Linked DNA regions of Oryzias latipes: region 1 is linked to region 2. Evidence: chromatin contacts called from public Hi-C data. All regions are on one chromosome and are shown on one strand. Each heading gives the region's core, a stretch centred on a gene start, on an enhancer-like site or on the middle of the called end of the contact. The rest is flanking DNA. Distances are from core to core; before and after follow the strand shown.

The links. A called contact is a pair of places that touch in the nucleus more often than the background predicts.
Region 1: a Hi-C map of embryo shows a contact between it and region 2, with 2.4 times the contacts expected there. The contact joins the promoter of jag1 here to the enhancer-like site in region 2. A contact is called at or near these places in 2 of 5 Hi-C or Micro-C datasets (both in embryo).

Annotation. Positions count from the first base shown.
Region 1 is chr15:27,820,906-27,826,017 of ASM223467v1, reverse strand. It overlaps jag1 (protein jagged-1), which reads right to left and starts at 2,664. Exons shown (of 26, transcript XM_011484700.3): 1 at 2,173-2,664; 2 at 1,725-2,036. The coding sequence starts at 2,229.
Region 2 is chr15:27,703,060-27,707,809 of ASM223467v1, reverse strand. No RefSeq gene overlaps it. Among protein-coding and RNA genes, the nearest start is that of btbd3, 24 kb to the right of the region's middle. Within about 2 kb of position 1,514, at least 1 of the 8 cell types and tissues checked has an H3K27ac peak or open chromatin away from gene starts, as enhancers often do. A contact at or near this core is called in embryo, where this site is marked.

The DNA of each region.
Region 1 (5,112 bases), core at 1,415-3,914, 120 kb before region 2:
CTGCACTGCCTCCATTATGCTCCATAATCCTCACTGTAGTCACAGAGGGCACGCCATTGTTCCCGCTTGATACACTGTGAGGGCCACTGGAGCCGGGACCCTCACTCCTCTGTAGAATAAAAGCCTGAAGCAGAGTCCCTAAAACACCAGCTTTCTTTTGTCAAAGATGTCCATCCATTCAGTTCAGCTGGACGCTTGGCTCTTGCCCTACCTGATCTAAGCGCATGTGTGCAGCCTCATTAAGTGCAGCAGTTACGGTGGGTGGCAAGGTTAAAGCGATGAAATGCCTGGGGTCCAACCGAGCATGACTTAAACAAAGCCCTTTGCCTGGACAAGAGGCCAACTTCATGCAGCTCACAAGAGAGGATGAAGGGTAGAGGAGGGGGAGGGCTTCATGAACTCTGAGGACCCAACAGCCCAATTGCACCACACCGCCATCTGTCCACAACAACCAATCAACTGATGAAAAGGACAAAGAGTGATATCATACCTAACCTGACAATTGTTAATGTGCACTGAAGTAGAGCACTTGAAGTGAAGGATCATAGAATCCGGGTCTTTTCCCCCAAATCTCGTCCCAATTCATTTTTTGTTTAAGCATGCTCACTGAATTAGAAGGTTGAAATTCAACAGCTAAGCAATTTCGACTCTTGGGGTTAGAATGCAAGTGTCCTGTCAATTTCAAAACCTCTCCAGAGGGACTAATTCCCAAAATCCAAGATGAAACCAGTCAGCCAGCTCCAGCTCAAGTAGGCTTTATGTTGCTATGGCACGAACATAAACAGAAACCCTTATTTAAAAAAAAAAAATGTGTGAGACGATCCCATTTAATGGGAATACAATACCACATCTGACAATATCAGTTTACTCACAAAAAAACCCAAAAAGTCATTTTTTCCTTCAGAAAAATGAACCTGGAGGATAAATCAGAAACTTTTAGGAGTTTTTCAGCCCAGTACAATGCTCAAAGTCGCATCAACAACATCCACAAGATAGGGGGTAAAAATAGCCTTGATGTAATTGGACACACACATACCAGCAGACCCTGCCTTTCAGCTATCAGGCACAGTGGAGGAGTTTGTGGGCCAAGTTGTGGGGCCAGTCAGTCTGTGAACAGTCCTTTTTTTTTTCACTGCACAGAAATGTGCTCCAGCATGGCAAATCATCTCCCTCACAGGGCTCCAACACTCCCACAGGCCTGTCAGGCCCATTTATTCAGCTCCACAAGAAGAGCTGACAGTTAAAGAAACCAGAAAGTTGGTTTGCGCACTGGAGTTGCTGCACTGTGCAACACCACCAGCTGCCTGGGAGACTGATGAGGAGGAGGAAAAGTCTGCAAGAACTTTTCATCTCACTTATTGCATGGAGCCAAGCAATGCTGACATGTTTAAAACAAGCAGTTTGCATAAAGGAAGTTTCTACCACTTTAGACCTGATGGTCTCAGTAAAGCACAGCCTGGTTTAGAGGCAGGTTTGACACCCTGTATGTGGACAGGTCTAGGCCTGATGGGAACGTTTCTGCACCTGGTGGATTAGCGCAGGTAATGAGGAGCCATGGGGCCTTTCTCATCAAGGACTGAATAGTTTGAGGTAGTTGGGATTTCTATGCACCTTTTTTATTAGGGTGATTGGCAGGTCTTCTCAGCTAACTGTCATACAAAAAGGCTTTTATTTTCTTTAAAAAAAAAATTTTTTTGTGGGGGGGATATTATGTCTCCACTCACCGGCCAGGCAAAAGAGAAGGGCAAAACTATCAAGGATTCCGTGATGTCATTCCCCACTGCGCTCTTGAAAGAAAACGTATTCCCTCCGAGGACCGGCGTGGATCCCACTCCGAAGCTGCACGGCCCCGCGGCGGAAACCCGCGACTGGTATTCCTTCAGACACACTTTGAAAAACGTATCGCACTCGTCCCGCGTGCACTTCCTATCCGCGGCGTTCCGCGTGCCATCACAGCACAGGCCGTTCTGCAGCTCCCCGTTGGCGTTGTGCATCGACAGGATCTGGATCTCGAACTTGCCCGTTCCCTCCGACACCTGCAGGGAGACACAGAGGTGAGCGCAGCGGAAACTTTGATCTGTGCAGGTATGGGGGCGCGCGCAGGCAGCGGTTCATCCGTGCGCCTGGCTGAACCGGGTGACCTCCGCCGCTCACGGCAGCAGATTCACGTACCTTGAGGAGGAAGCAGAGGAGAAAGGCGGCAGCCACCGAGCCCCGTCTCCAAACCATGCCTCCGGACTGCTGTCGCCACTCGTTTGTACTAGTCTTCTGGCCGGGACACGGCACCACAGCTCCCCGCTGGTTTACGCATGCACAAGTGGGAAACCACACTTTCACAAGAAGCGGAGCACGGGAGTCATAGAAGACCTGTTCCTCGTGCGCCCCACGGCCGATCCGCGCGCCTGCTCTCCCGGTTATCCGACAGTGTCCACTTGTTGCTGAGGAAAGTTTACGCAGAAGCCATGCGGCTGCCGATCCCACCGCTCACTGACTGACTGCTGGTCGGAGCTGGAGTTCAGCTTCACAAGTTCAGGGAGGGATCACGGAGGGCCCCGGGCCTTAATATTCATGAGACCCGCCCCTCCTTTCTGATCAGGACAATCACAGCCAAGGCTGAAGACTTAAAAAAAAGCTGAGGAGAAAAGATAGTTTAGGAAAACCTCATTTTACCAAATCTAAATTCATAATTCTATTGACATTTTTGTAACATTTACAGCTTGTAAAAACTTTAAAGTATGAACATCTATATTTTACATTCTCTACATAATCCGGTTTCAAATCTGCATCCATCAAGGATTTTACCGTAGAATCATGTGAAAACTGACCTTGGATGGAAAAAAAAAAAAGAAAAGAAACTTAATCAAAAGAAAAATGCTGAATGTGGGAATTCTGGGCATTTGGTCCTTGTGGAAAAATGCAGTAAATGTAGGAATGCAAAAGGGGAAGTTTCAATGTTTGGAATCAGCTCTGCAGAGGAAAATCTGCAAAATTCATACACAATAAATCTAAAGTGAACAAAAAACAAAAATTTAGGATCCTAAGGTTCTTACTTTAATTGTTTAAATGCTCATCTGTTATTGCCATATGATCCCAATTGTTTCTGAGAAAAACGTTATTTTTCTTTCTTAAAAGATCGCAATTTTCCGCCAGGCCACAGTTGAAAATAAGAACTTTTTTTCTTAACTAATCTTGCCCGAATAATGATGAAATAAAAATGACCACAATTAAAACAATCCAATGGGAGCGTCATGTCACAGATGTTCCTCTGTGCTAAACCAAGGAGAAACTTCCACACAAGCAGAGATGTTTCCAAATGTTTTCCCTGAGCAACAGGAGTGTGAAGACCTGAGTTCAGGACTGATGTGGTCCTACTTCCTGGTTCTGGATGGCAGCATCAGCTCATCAGTCCAGCTACGTTTCAGGAATTGAACCTGTTGGAGATGAAGCATAGTTAAGTCTTTCTAGTTCTGGTTTAGACTGTTTCTCTTTAATTTTGACAATGCTTTTATCCCATTATAGTGCTAATGATGGTATAGATGTGAAGGTTAAAGTTCAAGTCAATAATTAACACCCAGATTTCTCTTGACCAAAGATGATTCAGTCTAATATAAGCAAAAGTAGTCGACTAATTTTTGTTCCCGCTCTGTTTCTCTTAACTTTTGAGGGTAATGCTTATCTTCATCCTCTGTAAAATATCTGCAGCTGGTTTTAATGTACGCTAGATTTCATGTAGAAACCATTCAGATGTGAGATCAATTTTCCCTTAGCCCATGACCGTCAAAGTGGAAGCTACAATTTTCTAAATGTTTTTTCTGTTAAATGCAGTTTTCTTCTATTTGGAAGTTGAAGGCATCAAAGTCTTCTTCTGTTTCCTCGCTGGATCTTTTCTGCTAAAAGAAACTTTCCAAATATGTTTGTTTCTTGTTGACTTTGGTAGCTTGAAGGTTTCAATTTAACGGCTGGTGCAGCCGCCCCAAGGATCTCGGAAACGTGACTGAGCGACTTAACATGTGTCAAGAATGAGTTGGATGTGGTGGTTACCAGTAGTTTTTCAAAATAAAACCTCCTTCCAAGTCAGATTAGAAAACAAAATGGAAAAAATGTAGGTTTTGTTTTTCCTCCCATCTGCGGCCGAATACCAAACGTCCCATGTACAGTACGGTTCTGCAACCAGGGGTCTGGGGACCACTGGTCTATACTATAGTATCCTTGCTATACTTATACTCAAGTGTACTTCATAAAATAAACTTATTGCTAAGGGTGGTTGAAAAAAAGTCACTATATTCCAATTAACTAGTCAAACGAATAACGCACCAGAAAAGATGTCTCTTTGAAAGAACTCATTAATATTCATTTTATGTTGATGTGGTCACTGATACGCCTCCTCTGGTGTCAAAGGACAATTATGGCCAGGTGTACTTGCGAGACGGTAATCTGTGATCTAGATCAGTGATTGAGGCTCCACACACACAACGCCCTGTCAACGGTGATTTGTGCCAGACCAATTACACAGGTCATTCAGTGGGTCACGGCCACGGAACCCAGTTGGGAACTTTGGCATTGCACGGTGAACGGCGAATCAATCAGTAACAACGCAACGTTTCGCCACCACCCTTTACAGCTCTTTATGAGGGTACCGTGCCTCTCAGATGTATGCCTTCACACCTGATAAGCAGAGAGCGCTCACATTTTGTCTCAGGTTTTTCTGTGAAACTATGCAATAAAGACAGTTGTTTTCAGTGAAGCCACAAAAGATCTTCAGATGCATTCGAGATATGAGCCAGAAGCTCAACGCGGATCCAAATCAGTCTTTGTTTCTTCTCTGCTGTAAAATCATTATTCTTCACTTTCAAAGGGGAAATCGGATTGTTTCCTCCATCTTAAATCAGTGCAGTCGATTTTGAAATGTCACATTTCCTGTGGTTGAACTTCAAGACGAAGGATGCCCCCCCCCCCCAGTCTCTGAGCTGATAGACATCTCAGGTTACAGGCCTCGTTGAAATGCAGCCTTTGGGTAATTAGGGTTAATAAGAGTCGTTTTTAACCTTTTGCAAGGTTTCTCTTTTTTTTGTTGCCCTTTCACTCTCTTTCCTTGAGTCTAGACACGGTAGA
Region 2 (4,750 bases), core at 265-2,764:
TTTGTTCTTCTAAAATGGATGATGGAATGTAAAAAGAAGGAGGAGTGCCCAGCCATCCCCACACCAAGACCCCCGCCGCAGAAGGTGCAGCAGCCAGAACCCCGAACGCCCGCACAGCAGCAGGTAGAGAACAACCGCCCCCCCGGGTGATTACATCTGCCACCGAGGCCAGGGCCAGCAGGACCGCCACGGGGGCCCCCCAAAGCCAGAGAGCAGGGAGGCATGGGGGGACAGAGAGTGCAGCTCCAGCTCAACCGGAATTGGCCAAAGACTTGACTGAAATAAAAATAAAAAATAAAAAAATTGATTTTAATTTATAGAAAAAGAATGAAGACATTACTTAGATTTGAGATCAAATAAATGAGACCCGCAGCAAGGGGAGATGTTTGCCTTTTTTCCCTCACTTTTTATTAACATGCCTGCACGAGTTTTGCTATGGAATCCACCTGAAAATCAAAATAAATCTGACATCTGGAAACGCCTCAGTAATGGAAAATATTCTCCTTCGTGAAGCAGCCGATGATTTTGAGTGAAAGAGATGATACAGAAGCTATCAAATCCTGACCCTGCAGCTCTAAGAAGGATGAGGCCGGTTTCCCTAAAAAACAGAATAAATCACTGGTCAGTCACCAAAATATTTGACTTAATTTGTGACCAAATCCTGCTAATGACAGAAAAGGCATTTCTGCTCACCAAACAAAGCCACGGGAGGGAGGAGTTTGATTCTGGCAAGCTGGAGATTTGAACTACTTAGTCACAGGCATGGGAAATGGAAGTGAACCACGTCACAACATGTTCATCTATCCACTGACACAGATGAACCATAATGACATACCTCTGAGAGCAACAATAGTCCGAAAAGTGATCCAAAACCACAGAGCGGTGCAATAGCAGGGCGTGGACTCATACTCGGAAAGAGGAAGAGGCGACACAAAATGGGAAAGGGGGGAAAGAAAAATTAGCGCATAAAGATCGTGCTCAGTGTCAAAACAACTGTGCAAGAAAGCGAGCCCAGTCTGATCTGTAGAGTAGAGAAACTCACGGCTCAGTAAAACGAAGCCGCACCGAAAAGAGGGAGAGAATGTGTCATGGAAATAAATTAACACTGGAGAAAATGAGACAAAATCCTATAAACGCCACTGCTGGCAAGACTAGAAAGACGCAGCAGGATTCCCAGTGACCAAAACACCCAGAATACACACTCTGAAGCTTTGATAGTCCGGCCATAAACCCGTGCTTGTCGTCAAGAAGCACGAGAGCCACCGCAAAACCGTCCTTCAGAGAAGCTGTTCCGAGGACCAGCCAAGCACAGAACATCTGCAATAGGTTTCAGCTGCACGGCAACATCCTCCCATACGACCACGGCGCCTCAGGTTGCTGTACCTGACACACCGTGGCACAAAGCAGCTAAGACTGCATCTGGTTTGGCTTAGCAGCCTCGCTGCAGCTCCATCAAGTACACACCGATAAGCTGGGAGGAGAGTCCGGTGTGGCTGGATTTCTCCCCGTCAGTCTGCCAGCCGGCCACGGCTCTTCACTCTTCAACCCCCCCCCCACCACCACCTCTCTTCTGCAACTCTCTAACCACCTCCTGACATTTAAGGGTGCCTGGCATCCGTTTGAAGTGGGAGATGGGGCATTAGCTCTGGTTTCCTGCCCTAATCCCACACAAGCCAATAAAATGCTCACAGGTCTGAAGTGAACTAAAGGAATTCCTGTTCAAACAAATAAGATGGGCGTTCAGCCCCTTTGTGGCAAAAGAATGCAAAAACTACGGCACATCTCAGTGTAATGCTTCCCTTTTCTGTTTGACCTCAGCTTGTTGGGTAACTTACAATCACTTAGATGATAATAATAGAATTTTCTCAGAATCAGATGTTTCTAGTTCTGCACAGCATTAGGCTTCTGCAGCCTCCAGCTTCTTATATTTCAGTAATCGCTCCAGAGGAGTGAAGGCTGCAAAGGTCACGCTCAAATCTCTGGGGCTTTGGATTTCATTTTGCTGAGGTGGAAATGGAACTTCAGCCTTTTCCTCTGGCCAATCTCACACGAAGCAGCTGCACCAGGTACTTAGGGGAGCATCCCCAGAAGAATTTATGAGGTGACCCTTCTCCTGGTCGACGCAGCACTGTTGCATGACCTCTGCACCTGGTGGATGCTGGAAGAGCGTGAGCGAGTGCCGCCATCTGCTGGCAGGCGCACAAAAATCAACAAAGAGAAAAGCTCCAAAAGATTTTTTTTTCTTCAGATTTCTCTATAGATAAAAAGTTGATCAGATCTGATCAATTTAAAATATTAAATCTGTAATTAATAAGAATCAAGCTTAAAGCAGAAAGAGTTATAATACAAAAAATACAAACTAAACTTTTCAACAAAATAATGAAAAAACACACATGCTAAAAGCTAACTTTTATGCACTTTTGTGTGTTTTTCTCATTTTAACTGCAAAATTTTAACAGCATAACTGTGCCGGTTAAAATAATGTCCACTGACGGTGTCGTTACATATTCTTTTGTCTGTTTAAACACGTAGGTATACTCCAGTAGAAATACACTTCCCTGCAAAGAAGTAAAAGGTTTTTCACAGAAAATCTGCAGTTTGTGTTGATTTAAACACACTGCTTTTGTTGCCACATGCCCAATCAGCCAGCATTTTGCAGCCAGATTATTGAGATTAGAGAAATCCGGTAATTACACAGCTTTCCCTTTTTCCCAGTGACCCCGGCATGACTTAATGTAAATGTGAACCAGACGTTCTACTATTCTGCACGGGCAGAAAAACAAGACAATAAGGTCAAAACGAGATAATCATCCATCATTTGTGACTTTAATGTGGGTTTAATTCTCAAAAATGACTGTGTCGGCTGGAGTGTGCAGCGTAAAAGCTGCTGAGAGACATTTTAGCACTCCCTGCTGCTCATTTACAAGGATAATGAAAATGCCATTAGGATTAGGTCGAAGGTGTGCTCAGAGATAAATGCGTCTGTAAGATGGCTCTGCAAAGCCGCGCCAGCAGCACCTGACAAAGGTCAAAATTAATGTCACTTTTTTCCCACCTTTAGCCAAAAACGACCTGTGTCTCTTTTTTTTGTTGCTGCTGTGAAAGGTTTAATTAAAGCAGACTGATGGAAAAAGATGATTGTGCAACACTATTGGAGAGAATTGATAATAGGAAGAAAAAAAATATCATTAAAAATATGTTGATAGTGCATCTGGAGACTGTTAAACCTCTGATGAACTGTGGCTTTATCTCTTCCACGCAGGTTTTGAGCTTACTTGTGTAATAAAAACTCACACTGAGCGTCTGACTCATTTTTAAGCCTCCAGGCAATTTCTGCCAACTCTTTTCGTACCACCTGGGCGTTGAGGTAACTTGTCAAAACAGTAGAGGAGGATAGAAGAACAGGGGAAATCCACTGAGTGTGAATGTTAATTGGTTTCACTTTTTCCTGCTGCTGGAAGGAAGGAAAAATTATTTTCTATTAATCGGTCAGAATCAATTTCTGGCTGAGTTATAGCATTAAGATAACAAAGTGAGAGCCTGCTTTTTCATTTTTTTCCTTTGAGTCATAAAAATGATTTAGCGTTGAGAGGAGATGACTGCACAGGCTGCACATGCTTTTCCCAGTGTTCCTCTCTAGGTGGCAGTAGAAGTCTCAGTATTCGCCTGGTGGGCTACATGAAACAGTAAACACTCAGTTATTTTTGGTAAAGCCCAACACTTGCTTCTCCAGCATCCCTGTTTAAAGACTGCCGAGCAGATCCGATGCTGATTCCTTCCTCCCGGATGGTTTGGAAAGTAGGCCAAGGCGCCGCTGATCCTCATTTGCCATAACAGGTTTGACACAAGCAGCAGAGAGCGCTTCAAGTTGAAAAGTGAGGTGCAATATGTGCACGTTTATGATGCCATCTGATGCTGCGCTTGTGGAAAATCAGAAGCCATGATTGCATTACCGGCAACATTACCAAGGCGCTTCAGACTACAATCTGCTGTGTTGGGCTTCGGATCCTATCCAGCAGCCGAAGGCGACGTTAAAACACAACATCTGTGCGGGGATACTTGTTGCTTTTAATGCCTGAGTCACAAAAACACTGCTGTCATGAAGGGAAACGATGCAGTCTGCTGCTGGAGTCGCCAGACAAACACAGAATCCTTCAATTGGCTTCACTCTGTGGCACAAGCATGGAAATAAAAGGATGTATGTGGAGCGTTTGATGGTGAGTGAACAGGCCAGAGAAGATGGAGGAAGCACACCGGGGGAATGATGAGAGGAAATGATGCGCATGATGAGTGCTGAATGCTTGGCCAGTGGGACAAACCCTGTCAGACTGTCTGCTAAATGGGTGGAAGACAGGAAAACCACTGCAGACAGACGAAGGAACAGAAGCTTAAGAGAGCATGAAAGAAGGGATCATCAGACAAAGTTCAGAAAACAAAAGTCACGACTGGTATACAATGGAAACATTTGGTCTTTGCAAAGAATTCCAACTTCGTTTTTAGACATTCAAGATATTTTAGCAGTTTTGAAGTGACTTGAACTTTTCTTTGCTTCACACCTTTTCAAACTTTTCTCAAAGTCAGCACAGTTCATGTTTGTCTCATTTTTGGATCCAAAAAGAAATTATTATTAAAATTAGTCAAAAACTCTTGACGATAGATAGATAGATAGATAGATAGATAGATAGATAGATAGATAGATAGATAGATAGATAGATAGATAGATAGATAGATAGATAGATAGATAGATAGA